Linked DNA regions of Mus musculus: region 2 is linked to region 1. A link is a contact called in public HiChIP or PLAC-seq data. All regions are on one chromosome and are shown on one strand. The core of a region is the stretch at or near the end of the contact, and the rest is flanking DNA. Distances in the headings are between cores, read along the strand shown.

Evidence for each region. HiChIP or PLAC-seq counts read pairs in DNA pulled down with a chosen protein or histone mark.
Region 2: a FOXA1 HiChIP or PLAC-seq map of pancreatic cancer cells shows a contact between it and region 1. The contact joins two enhancer-like sites.

What each region holds. Positions count from the first base shown.
Region 1 is chr2:167,376,902-167,383,960 of GRCm38.p6, forward strand. No RefSeq gene overlaps it. Among named protein-coding and RNA genes, the nearest start is that of B4galt5, 31 kb to the left of the region's middle. Within about 2 kb of position 3,805, at least 86 of the 459 cell types and tissues checked have an H3K27ac peak or open chromatin away from gene starts, as enhancers often do. A contact at or near this core is called in pancreatic cancer cells, where this site is marked.
Region 2 is chr2:167,956,728-167,963,625 of GRCm38.p6, forward strand. All of the region lies in intron 1 of Ptpn1 (protein tyrosine phosphatase, non-receptor type 1), which reads left to right. Among named protein-coding and RNA genes, the nearest start is that of Ptpn1, 28 kb to the left of the region's middle. Within about 2 kb of position 2,809, at least 174 of the 459 cell types and tissues checked have an H3K27ac peak or open chromatin away from gene starts, as enhancers often do. A contact at or near this core is called in pancreatic cancer cells, where this site is marked.

The sequences.
Region 1 (7,059 bases), core at 2,555-5,054:
TAAAGTAAAGGAGCTTGCTACCCGGCCTGACAACCGAAGTTCAATTCCCCGGGACCCATGATAGGAGCTCACCAACTCCTGAAATTTGTCCTCTGATCTCCACATGTGAGGTCTGACACAAGCAGTGTCCACACATAAGCATACACACACACACACACACACACACACACACACACACACACGCAGTAAATGTAAAAACAAAAGGAAAGAGGGAGAGAGAGAGAAAGAGAGAGTTAGTTCTGATTTAAAGTCTAAACACCCTGACTTGGCAAAGAGAAAGAATGTGGAAGCAGGGCCCCACCTCTGCCATCCTGGCACTCAGAAGACAGATACCAGAGGATCCCTGTGGCCAGCCTCAGCTACAAAGTGAGTCCCAGGCCAGCCTGCTCTCCTTGAGACTGCTTCAAAAATACAAAAGCAAAAGCAGGGGTGGTGACCCATGACTTGGATCCTATACTCTGGAGGCGGAGGCAGAGCAGATCTCTGTGAATTTGAGGCCAGCTTGTCTATACAAAAGTTTCAGGACAGTCAGTGTTACGCAGAGAAAGCCTGCCTCAAAAACAAAAACAAACAAGCAAACAACAACAACAACAAAACTACAAATGTAAATTCTGCAATTCCTGAGGCCATATGAGAGGGCTCGTCAGGGAGAGGAGGTTGCTGTGAAACCCACGTAGTTGAAAGAGAATAACAACTCCTACAAGTTATCCTCTGACCTCTACCCAGACACAGGACATGCAGGCTGCCTCCCAACCCCCACACAAATATATAAATAAATACGTGTGAAGAAGGAAAGAAAAGCTGTCATGTCAACCATTGAGAAGGAGAGTTCAAGGTATAAATGAAAGTTCAAGGCCAGCCTGGTCTATTTAGAGTTTCAATCCAGCTGGATCTATATAGGGAGCCTCTGTCCCAAATTAAAGGGCAGGGAGGGGCCTGGGGAGACATGAGCTGACTTATAAGCCCAAGTGTCACTTACACCCATGTAACAGGAAGTTCACATTTAACACAGTCCGAACCAAACTGCTGCTTCCTCACGGCCCCAAACCCGTTTCTCCTTCCCTGGGCCCCCAGCTATCCAAGCCATCTGGACACTTTTTTTCTTTCAGTCACTCTTCACCTCTGTGGGTACTGTCTGCAGGTCCAGCTGTGGCCAGGTGGTTCACACATCTGCAACCCAAGCACTAGGGAGGTAGAGACAAGAGACGAGGTTCAGGAGTTCGAGGTCATTCTTGGCTCCTTGATATGTTTGAGACTATCCTCATGACCCTGACTTAAACCAGAACAAAAAAGCCCACGCTAAGGATGACAAGAGGAGGAGCTGTGGCGTTCTCGTGTTCCCAAGGGAACCTACATCCAGACAAGTCCTGAGGGCAGGAGGAGCCCAAATCATCCAAGAAAAGTCTGTACCGAAAAGGAAAGGGAAGGAGAGTGCTGGGTGCTTCCGAGGACCCGGCGAGAGGGGGCCGGGGAGTGGATTTCCTTATGCTGTGGACGTACAGACATAATAGCCACACAAAGACACACACACAAGGACACAGACACAAACACACAAAGACATATACAAAGATACACACATACACACATACACACACACATTTGTTGATGTTGTTAAAGACAGGATTTCACTTTGTAACCCCAGGGCTGACTTCAAACTCATAGCTACCCTTCTGCCTCAGACTTCCAAGTGCTGAGATTACATGCACACACTGCCACACCCAGTCCTTCTGGAAGCAGAGCTTCACTACATAATCTTCGCCGTTCTCGAACAAACTATGTAACCCAGGATGGTCTTGGACCCCCAGGGTTTCACCTGCCCCTGCCTCCAAAGGGCTGGGACAAAAGGAGCTCACCGCTGTGTCCGGCAGCAGATTTTATTTTGCTCAAGCACACTTATTTTACACAGGGTCCTGTGTAGCCCAGGTTGCCTCAAACTCCCAGCATAGCTGAAAATGACCTTGACCTCCTCCCCCACTGGCTCCAGGTCTCAAGTGTCAGGATTACAGGTGTGCGCCACCATGGCCAGGTATGTGATGAGATAGATCAGACTCAGGCCTTCATGGATTCTAGGCAAGTGCTCTAGTGACAGAGCCACACTCCCAGGCCCTAGCGGTGTGTGTGTGGTGTGTGTGGTGTGTACATGTACAGCTTTTCACCTGGCTCCTGAGCTCTGGGTTGCAAGTAGTTTCCCAGCCCCACCCCCATTCCTGGATATTTTTACTGTGTTTGGGGTTTGCTAACTTGAGGTCAGTCTTCAAGGTCCACCAAACCAAGGTAAATAGAACTTCAAAGCCAGCCCACAACTGAGCTTTTACATTTCTTTGAAGTTCGTGAGATAAGCCTTTTCATGGGCAAGCCTGGCCACTGCAGAGAGAGGCTCCAAGAAGCCCTCCCTCAGAAAGCAAAGAGAGCTGCTAACTTTAATGGCTAACGGGTCAGAGGTGACCCTTGGGCATCCTTCCGGTCCTTCAGTTCCCCAGTCCTGAATTTCAAAGGTTTCCTCAGCTTACCGAGCACAAGCTGTCCCTCCTTGAAGTCCCTTTGAATGTCAAGTTCAAATGATTCTGCTTCTGTCCTCTTCAAAGGCCATCACAGAATTGTGTGGCTGGCAGCTGAAGGGCCCCAAAGATAGTCTTGTCCTTTGTTATGTAAAGCCGGTGGTTGTGATTCTTGAGAGGAAGCCCCCCCCCCGCACCCCCCCACCCCCCCCACCCCACCCCCATTGACACAGAGTTAACTGATGCCAAGGTTTAAATTTTCCAAGGATCCCCAATACAACACTCTTTCAGCAAGAGTCTCTCCTGCCCTGGTCCTCTGCTCCCCCATGCCATTCTGCCCAAGGGGCTTCCTTGGTTTGGTTCTTAGACTGGGTGAGCCCTGTGAGAAAACACAAGCAAAACAACAACAAAAATTAGCAAGGCTGGCGGTACAGCCCAGTCGCTCGAGTATAGCCCTAGGTTTGAGTCCTAGCACCTAAGAGACCATGCAGGACTGTAATCTTAGCACTGGGGATATAGAGGCAGGAGGATCAGGAGTTCAAGATGATCCTCTGCAGGCTGGAGAGATGGCTCAGCGGTTAAGAGCACTGATTGCTTTTCCAAAGGTCCTGAGTTCAAATCCCAGCAACCACATGGTGGCTCACAACCATCCGTAATGAAATATGTGTGTCTGAAAACAGTTACAGTATACTTACATATAATAAATAAACCTTTAAAAAAAAATCCTCTGCCACAAAGCAAATTTGAAGCTTGATTGATTGATTAATTAATTAATTATCTGACAACTTCTCAAGATGTATCCCAGGCTAGCCTCGAATTTCCAACCCTCCCACCTCAGGCTTTGACACTGCTGGAATGACAGGGATTCATCGATGTGCCTAACAGTTTGTTGATACAAGGTGCCCTATAGCCTAGGCTAGCTAGGAATTCTGTAGATAGACAAAGATAGCCTTGAACCTTTTGTCTGTTTGCTTGCTGACTGGCTTGTTTGTTTGTTTGTTTGTTTGTTTAGGACATGGATTCTCTCTATAACCCAGGCTGTCCTGGAGTGTGTTTTGTAGACTAGACTGACCTCTAACACACTTGATCTTCCTGCCTCTACCTCCTAAGAGCTGAGATTACAGGCAGGCAAGCACTTCTACTCTGGATTGTGCCTTAGTAGGCATCAAAACAGCTCTGTTCTTCTTTGTGCTTAAGGTGGAGCCCAGGGCTTTCCCTCCTGCTGGGCAAGGTCTCTGTAACTGAGCTCAGCCCAGCTCCCAGCCCTTTGGTTTCTCTTAGCTCAGGTCAGTATGAGGACATGGGCCAGCCCACCGTGACCCATGAGTCAAAAATGCTGGCATCAGGTAAGGCTTCAAGCAGCTCCCACAGTTACTGTAAGATCTCTGAGGTAGCTTGAGGAGACAGGAAACAGAAAGACAGGAGTCTTGAGCTTTCAGCAGCTGGGGCATGCTCACTGGAGCGTAAGGCGAGGGAACAAACTCTCTCCCGTGGGAAGTTGAACAGTCTGCCAAAGAAGAAAATGGCCATGACCCTTTATAAGGGCAGAAATGATTGTAGCATGCTCCTGAATTTCCCTCCTGCAGTCCTTCCCTCCCAGAAGTGCCTGCCAAGGTGAAACAGGATGTCCCCACAGATACTCTGTCACTTACAAAGCCCACAGTGGCAGAATCTCAATGAATTGTTAATGTTTAACGCAGACAACAGCTTCTCCCCAGCCTTCAGAGAGCACAGCTAGAAGGGCTGCCCCACTGGAAAGCCAGCATGCTCTCTGGGCACACCACCATGGTCACCGTAGGTACACTTCCAGTGTGCTTTGGGTTAGCATCACTACATGCCCAGTTGAGAGGTGGTGGCGCATGCCATTAATCCCAGCAGTTGAGAGGCAGAGGCAGACAGATCTCTGTGTTTGAGGCCAGCATGGTTTGCAGAGTGAGTTCCAGGATAGTCAGGGCCACACAGAGAAACTCTGTCTCAAAACAAAACAAAACAAAACAAAACAAAACGGAGGCCTCAACCACTGAGGACATAGAAAAAAAAATTTTTTTGAGGGATTGCAATAAACCTGTCTCAAGCTATGAGAAAAAGGGACAAGTCAGAAGTCAAGGTTTACATCCCAGTGCAGCAACATGTATGTGATGGATGTGGGTGAGAGCAACTTTGATGGAGAGCAGATACATACATACACACACACACACTCAGCCCATGGACTCACATGCACACATGGGGACACACACATATGCACACATGTGCACACACACTCACATGTGCGAACACACATCCCCAAGTCAGTTTTGATGCCACTTAGGGTAGACTGGAAGTAAGATTTTCAGAGGGTGGCTAGTGGACCCCTTGGGGAGCTGCCACACACACAGATGGACGTCAGCAGTGAGCCACCAATGTCCTGTCACATGTTTCCGTATCCTCCCACTTGAAAATGTGGAACTTCTGTCAACCATGAACGCTGACCTGGGGCCTCCATCGTGCTGCTTAGTTCTGAAGCTTGGTGTTGACGGACAGAAGGCTTGGCTAATCTGAGTCCCTGGTTAAAATGCCATGTATGCACGGGCTTTCCAGAGGCACCCACACTTCCTTGTATAAGCCAGTGCATACCTGGCCCCGTAAAAGATGTGTCTTGTTTTAGATGTAAGGGACATTATTTTTCCTTAAAAACAATAATACCTCCTAAATTGGGCAGGGTAGCGCATTTGCACTCTGTTGCCCAAAGATAGCTTCTACCTCATCTACTTTATCTGAGTTTTCAACTCTGGGGAAGCAGATTTATAAAACAAATGCCCATAGCCTGTGTTGTGAAGCATACCTGTCATCTGGCACTTAGGAGGAAGGCACAGGGAGAGCTAGCATTCAGGCTAGCCTGGGCTACGTAACAAGACCTTATCTCTACGGAAAGAAAAGAGACAGAAAGGGAGAAGGGGAGGGAGTGGAAGCTAGGGAGCCAGCTCAGTGGGGAAGACCCTGGCTGTGCAAGCGCGTATACCTGAGTTCAAATTCCCAGCACACAATTCAAAAGCTGGCAATGGCCATGACCTCAGTTCTGGGCAGAGCAGAGACAGGGGGATTCTGGGGACTTAGTGGCTGCCAGCCTAGGCCCAGGTTCAGTGAGAGACTGTTTCGAAAGAGTGACAGTGCAGGACACCCCATTTCCTCCTCTGGCCGTGCTCAGAAGTGGTCAGATGCACTTACACAAACAAGCATGCACCCACACAGATGTACACACACGCCACGTGCACATATGCATGCACATGCCACATGCACGCAGGAGCAAAGATAGATAGATAGATAGATAGATAGATAGATAGATAGATAGATAGGCCTAAGTCCTGTCCCCAAAGCTTATGGCTGTGTGAGCCATCAGGCTGGTGCTGAGACTCTAACTTTTGAAGCATGCCCTTCCAACCCCCTGTCCATTAACATTTAAGTTTAAAGTGGCAGCAAGGATGGCTGTGAATTCTACCTAAGAGTAGGGGAGGGGGAGCAAAATAAAGGGCTGCTCTCTCCTTCCAGAGCACAGCCTCCCTCTCCTCAAACCTGGGGAAGGAGGACTTCTCATTCTTCCCAAAGACCCGGGAGCTGAGAAAGTAGAAGGCCGTGTGTCTGTCTAGGGATCACTTCACACCGTCCTCCCTCTCCTGGCTGCTAGGAGTTTCCAAAACAACAGAAGAAGCTAAAGGTGAGGCAGAATCACTCCCCAATTCAGAGACTGAAAAACCCACAGCTTCATGAGCAAGTAGGGGAGACAGGCCCGGGGACAGAAGAAAACAGATGGCTCTTAGCCCTCACCTCAGAAGGGAAGTTGAATTCTGGGTACGTAGTCTACGACAAGAGCCACCAAGAGCTGCTATCTCTTCTTCATCTCAGCACAGCCTCTTCTCTAGCTACAGGCCGGTGGACCTCTGTGTTCTAGCCAACATCCTAAACTCACTGTCATCTCCCCCAAGATGTTTATAGATGGAAACGATCATGTTAGCAAGGGGGGCGGGGAATGAAAGACGGCAGGAGGGGGAAACGACCATGTTAGCGGGGGTGGGGGGGGGGATGAAAGAAGGCAGGAGGGAGAAGAAAATGAAGATGCTTTAATGCTAGCACTCAGAAGGCTGAAAGTTCAAGGCCAGCCTGCAATACACAGCGAGTTCCTGTCAGCCAGAGCTACACAGTAAGACCCTGTCTAAAATATAAAGTCGCCTAGCACCCGAAGGAACTAGAAGACCAGCTAACTCCATACAAATTTAGCAAAAGAAATGATATCATACATTAGGTCATGGCAACCACAGGCCACCAGCCAGCAGGAACCAGTGGGCAGCCGCTGTCTACTAACGTCTCCAGAGCACGTCGACTTTGGTAGCAGGAGCGAACCTTCTGGTCATATCTGACCTGCTGTTCAGCAAAAGCCCCATGAGTCATTCCCCAAGGTCCCTGGGGAGGAAAAGGCATCAGATAAGGGACCCGTTCTGGGAAGATTTAAAACCTTGGCGCGTGGCCCTGGTTTCCGGGGAAAGTTATTGGCCTTCTAGGTGGGGTCACCTTGAACGCTCTGCCCCGT
Region 2 (6,898 bases), core at 1,559-4,058, 580 kb after region 1:
AGTCAGAAGGTTACTTGTGGGAGTTCATTCCTATCTTCACAATTTGGGTTCCAAGAGGCCAACTAAGGTTGTCAGCACCTTTGCTGGCTCTCACCAGGCTTCTGAGTGTAGCTTTTTAATTAAAGGCACTTAGTAAAATTTGTTTCCCTTGAGGCTAGAGGTCACTGTCATGGTGCAGGGTGGAGGGAGTGCGTGTGCAGTTCTGTGCCCTATGCACACATGGAGGCCAGTTGAGGACATTGGGTGACCCGCTTGATCACTACCCACCTATTCTCTTGAGGCAGGGTCCCCGGAGTCATCCTGTCTCTTCCCAGAAAGGGTCCTGATGTCATAGCACATGGCCATACCGACCTTTTGTACAGTGCTGGGATGCAGCTCAGGTCCTGTACTCAGCCAACAATTCAGTTACCATTCGGCTTGACCAGGCTTTGCCACTGCCCGGCCCGGCTTCCCTCAATTGTGTATTGAACTGGAACTGGAGCACTTCGTTAGGCCTGTGGGGTGTGTGTGTGTGTGTGTGTGTGTGTGTGTGTGTGTGTGTGTGTATCCATCCCTAGCTGGCCTAGAACTCACAGAAATCTGCCTGTCTGGGCTATGATTAAAGAGGAACACCACCACTCTAGCCAATTCAACATTTAATATCTTCTTATATTTTTCTATAAGTTTCTACACAAAGAAGCACAGTTGAGATGAAGATGGGGCAGGGCCACTGCCTAGTTTCAGAATTTGGCCTGGAATCATTTTCACTTCCAGGACAACCATGCTACTCTGTAGATCATGAAATTCTTTTTTCTTATGTAGACGTTAAACACAGTGTTTTGGAGGCAGAGGCAGGCAGATGTTCCAGTGAGTTTCAGGCCAGCCAGGATTACACAGTGAGACCCTGTCTCAAAACTTTCAATTTTTTTCTTTCCATTAAAATTTTTTTATGTATATGAGTATTTTTTCTGCATATGTGCCAGTGATATGCACATGCCCTTGGTAGCCAGAAGAGGGCATCAGACCCCCTTGGGACCTGTGAGCCTCTGTGTGGGTGCTGGAGACCAAACTACAAGAGTGGTATTTTTGACCACTTAGCTATCACCCCAGCCTCAGCTCTGCCCCACCCAGACACACAAGACAGGGTCTCACTGTGTAGACCAAGCTTGCTGTCAACTTACAGAGATTCACCTGGCTCTGCCCGTGACTACTGGGATTAAAGGCAACCCCATTTAAATTTTCTTGCATTTTAATATCCCTATTTTTTTTAAATCTTTGGTTTGCTAAAATTTTGAAAAGAATGAATTTATTCCATAACATACTTCGTGGCTTGGTTTGGTTTTGACACAGGGTCCTCCTGGGTAGCTCATGAACTTGACATACTTCTGTCTCCTTGTAATGTTGGGATTCTTAGAGTGTATACATGCCTGACATACAGTCCTGTGTTCTGCCTAGACGTGAAAGGTCACCTGCACTTCTCCATGTAGGCTGACAGCTGAGATCTGAAGAGTCTCTTCCTGGTGTGGGCACAGTGCCAGGCTGCGTCTGGATGGCCTGAAGGAACGCCTGCCTGTGTGGAGCCTCATGCCTGCCTGCTTGCTTGGAATAGAATAGCCTCTCGGTCCCAGCTTGGGACTTTATTTTAAAGACTTACTTGTTTTATTTATATGAGTACACTGTAGCTGTCTTCAGACACACCAGAAGAGGATAACAGATCCCATTACAGATGGCTGTGAGCCACCATGTGGTTGATGGGAATTGAACTCAGGACCTCTGGAGTAGCAGTCAGTGCTCTTAACCCCTGAGCCATCTCTCCAGCCTGTGACTTCATTTTTGTGGTTTCACAAATCCATTCCTTCCAGTGCTATCATGCCTTCATCTCTGTGCCTCCTTCATCCTTGGTCTCTCACATCAGGTAGGAAAGCATGTGGCCTCTAGAAGAAGGTGGCCAGTGAGTATCTCATATGCCTTTTTCTTGGTTCTGGTTAGCAGAGCCTCACACAGCTTTCCAGGGACTTGGGAAAATCTTGACCAACATTGTTGTGTTTTAGTGAGCTGTTTTCTGCTCGTTCACACTGCTAAGTATGCAGGGAGCATCCATCCATTGCGGAAGGAGAGCACTGTCACTTCAGATCAGGGATGTCACTGGTGTTTCATGTGGCCTCTCCCTTGGGACCTTGGAAGGAGGAAACACAGTGGGCAGACTGGTTCCTGCCAGGAAAATTGTAGATATTGCTCTTGCAGATGCCTGCCAATTCCTTGTTAGTCAACTGTCCCACTGTCCCCCGGCAGGCAGCCAAGAGCCGGGTGAAGTTCTTACTGGCCTGATAGAAAGCAGAAGGTAAACAAAACAGAAGTGAAAGTCGATTTTTTTAGCCAGTTCTCTTACGGGAACAGTTTTGTGGTTCTCAGCATTTTAGTAGACACTGGTTCCAATATGTTTGATTGACATCAATTACTGTAAGTCTGATTCATTTTCTCCCTATTGATTTCTGCCCAAGGTGGAATTCATGACATTTAACAGAAAATGTAAGTGATGTCTTTATCAAGGGCTGTAAAAATTAGGGTCAAAGCCAGGGACACTTGCAAGTCTAACTGCGAGTGTGTCATCCTAGTTACCCGTGTAATCTGTGTAAGGTGAGCGGCAGCCCGACGCTCTGGCCTGCCACACTGAACTCAGAATGCTGCTTCTAAATGCAGTGTGGGCCAGGGTCACTTCACCAGTGTGAAGCCATTCATTCATATCCACGCTCCCACCCCCAGCCAGTTCAGCCTCTCAAAGCTGTTATTCTCAGTGCTAAAACCACATCAGTCCTTAGGGACCAAAAGTCATTGTTAACATAATTATGTAAGTGGCTTGTTCTTGTAAATGGCTTGAGGTCATCAGCAGTGACAGAGGTCACTTTGGTATTTTTAAGGGTTAGGTGTTTTGAGCAGCTGTACAAGCAGGAGGACTGTTAGCAGCACAGTGCTGAAGCCCTGGAGTCCACTCTGGGAGCCTCTCCGAAACTGCTGCTTCTCTGAAGCCATATCACCACCGCCCACACCCACACCTCTGTTCCTCTCTGTGACTGCAGCTGCAGCCTGGGTATTTTGCCCCTGTAGTTATTCAGTAAACCAGGTGTGCTTGTGCAGACTCCCAGCGCTTGTCTGCTGGGATTATTAGTTCAAGGTCATCCTCAGCTTCATAGGGAGTTGGAGGCTAGCCTAGGCTATGTAATATGTAAGTACCTGTCTCAAACAAAACAAAGCAAGATACAAAGAATGAAGTATTGTTTTCCATTCAAAGACAGCCTCTGGTGATCTATCTATTCTGATTGTTCTTTGCTCCACAAAATTTTTCTTTCTCCTTTGTAGTTAGACCCGGTTAATAAAATCTGCTGTGCACTCACCACTCTGAGGTGCTTACACACAGCATCTTAGGTGAGCCAGAGACAAGCGTGTGTGCTCTCAGCCATGGCTGCGCCTGGGTTCCAGGAAGTGCTTGCCTCTCAGCCCCCACTGCCCGGTCTATCTGCCCTTCCTTCCTTCAGTCTCTCAGCTGACTATCTGAGAATCAGTATTTTCCCACACTATCAAGTAACACGCCAGCCCCTCAACTCAGATGCCATTTAGAGAGGAGTCGAGACTGGCCAGTGAGAGGAACTTGCTAGTCCCCGAATTCTACTTACATGTGGGGTTTTTGTTTTTCATTTATCAACAACTTCACACGGATGTATTACATATGTTGGTCACTTTGACCTCTCAGTGCTGCCTGGAAGCCCCTCCTCCTCCCAGTAAGACACCCTCCTGTTTCCATGTTGTGGGGATTGTTTTGCTTTTGTTTTTTGTGGTCCCTGAATTCCCAGTGTTGCTTGCATGAGCCTGGGTGGGGGCTGGATATTGGAAATAACAGTCAGTGCGGTAGCTGTTCTCCATTCTCTGCTTCAGGATCTGTTTTAGTAACCAGTTTGGTATTATCTTGTCAGGAGGTTGTGTGCGACAATTGCAGAAGCCAAACCAGGCCCCAGGAGTGTGCGTTCTGCAGCAGTTAGGATGGGCTTGATGGGTGTTCTCGGATGCATGTTCCCTCTGGGGCACTTCCACCCTGTGCCGGGAAGCATGCTGGGATAGAGTCAAAAGCTGTATACTTACGGTATTAGCATCAGCCTTTCGGTCAGTCGCAGGTTATGTTGAGGGCCTGCCCTGGCCTGGGTCTGAGATTAGAAATGAGGGCCTCTCTCTTAATGGACACCTGACTGCTTTCAGGAAGCCATCCTGCTCTGCCCTGTGGCAGACAGTTTTAAACAAATAATGCATTCTTCCATGGAGCAAGAAGAAGTCATTCACTGCATGGAACTAAAGCAGATGTGTTAAAGCCAGTGCTGCTGTTTGACTTAGCAAAGTATTCTGTGAAAATCTGGAGGCATTTCTGTGTGGCTGGACTGGATGTTATCCCTGTTTACTTCCAAAAGAAATAGAGATCTCAGTCAAGGCAGGTCAGCTGCTTTGTCATCCACGTTGGTATTTCTGACTAATTGCATGTGAGAGACACTTGAATCAGCTTCCCTAAATGCAAAAATATCATTCTGCTTATTTCTTGTTCATTTGTTCTGTTTTGAGACAAGGTCTCATTATGTAGACCAGGCTGTCCTCAAACTCACAGCAATTCACCTGCCTCTGCTCCTGACTGCTGAGATGAAAGCTATGCAGCCTGGTGCCAGGGATCATTTTGATTCTTTGAGGTGGGATCTAGCTGTATAGCTCAGGCTGACCTCAGCCTCTGAGTACTGGCATCACAGATGTCCATGGCCACCATGACTGGCACTCGGACCGTTTGTGTCCTCTCACCATGGCTTTAATGCTAGCTTTGTGATCAGTTCACTTTCTCAGTTCAGGTTTTTGTGGAGTCATGCAGCTGGAGGCTCTGAAGGCCTGCCATGCATACCTCGTTCTCATGCAGATTCTGACGCCCTCCTTCTCCCATCTCAATTGGAATCCCCTGTTGGCTAGCTTCAGGTCAGATTCTCATGTCTTGGGGAGTATGCTGGAAGGCGGCTTGACGCTGCTGTCTTTCTCATGTCGGCAGAAGGAAGCGTACAGTCAGGCTGTGCTGCCCTTCCACCGTGAACTGCCTCTCAGGCTCTGGGGCTACACAGTCCAGAGAAGGGGTTGTTTCTCTGCTTCTCATGGGCACTTGGTGGGACTTTCTATTGTCTCAGTACCTGTAGTTTACTATATTTTACTTTAGCTGATTTTTTTTTTTTTTTTTTTTTGAGTCAGGTTTCTCTGTGCAGCCCTGGCTGTCCTGGAACTCACTCTGTAGACCAGGCTGGCCTGGAACTCAGAAATCCACCTGCCTCTGCCTCCCAAGTGCTGGGATTAAAGGTGTGCGCCACTACTGCCCAGCTTTTTGTTTTGTTTTGTTTTTTGTTTTTGGCTTTCCTTTGGGGTGGCTGGTGTGTGTGTGTGTGTGTGTGTGTGTGTGTGTGTGTGTGTGTGTGTGTGTATGTAAGGAGTTCTTTATCTTTTCACCTGAGCTTGTCATTTTTGCTATTTTGTTTTACATTACAAAAGACATTTTTGTTTAGTTTGTCATAGCATCCTGTTCTTACTTGCTAATAAATATGAGATCTTGAGATGTGAGTGTATTAGTAGTATTTATTCTCAGTTTTTCTGAACTCCACAGTTTGTCCACCGAGGGCTTCTTTTCCCTGTTAGACACTTTCTGTGTATATCTGCCATCAGTGGCATCTGTGTCTGGAGAGTAGAGGCCCTCAGGCAGATGGAGCACTGAGCAAATGGGCACGCCCTGGTCCTGGCCTTTGGTGCTTCCTGCTGTCTGGTCAGATCATCTGAAGACTTCCGCCTAGAATGGAAGTGGTGCTACAGCACACTCTGTGTGAGCTTCTGAGATGAAGGAAGGCAGGGCCTGAGCTTGGGCTCTACAGCTTATTCCGGCATGGATGGGCCGTCCACCTTGCACGTGCTATACTCTAGCTAGTCTAGAGGCCTGGCCAACTCTTGTAGAAAATCAAAGTCACCCTGTGATTTCAGCACAAGTAAGAGCAGGCCCAGCAGCCCAGAGGGACGGCTCTAGGAGGGGATGGCTGCTCTGCTCAGAGGAGGCTCAGCCCCTGCCCCACTGTCAGTCTCACGCTTTCTTCCGAGGTGACAGCTGCCCACACTCTGCATGTCTCTGGGGTCTGATTTCTAGATAGACTGTTGTCGCCATGGCCCCCTTTTCTGTCCCCTTTTTTACTCCAACCCCAGAGTCAAGAGTTTAAACCACTTGTAGACATACAGTTTCATGGTGGCAGTCTATTCACAGTGTGCTTGTGCTTGTCGTAGCTAATGAAGGAGCAGATTGCTGAGGGAGGTTGTGGGATGGGGGCTTGAGGGGTAACCAGGAAGTGGGATATCATTTGAGATTTAAACAAGTGGAATGATTAATTTTTTAAAATTTAAAAAGAATGTAAGAAAAAAAGAGCAGATTGCTCCCAGACAGCATCCTGAGACTGGTGACAGCCCAGCAAGAACAGGGTGAGCCTATGTGGTGCTTCTGTTCACGCAGGGATGGGTGTTTGCCTGCAGGACGGCACTTGGGTGGTGGAGTGTTTATTGACATGTTCCTTTCCATGGCTGTTCCAACTCTCAGGTCTGACATTCCAGCACTTCAAGATCTGGCCTGTCTACCCGCTCCCACAGCCATCTGCTGTTCTTCCCTGCCACCCACTCACTCATTCACATAAGCCTGACACAAACCCCTGCTTCCACTAGTGGGCCTTCCCAAGTAGTCCTTGTATGTACCTGTGCATACCACCTTGTCCTCCCCACACTTCTCTGCCTTCGGTACTTGCCATCATCTCTGGTGCTCCACTGAAGATCTGAATACGTTCCTGCCATAGATTCCAAAAGAGAACTCTTTATTCTTCTTTGT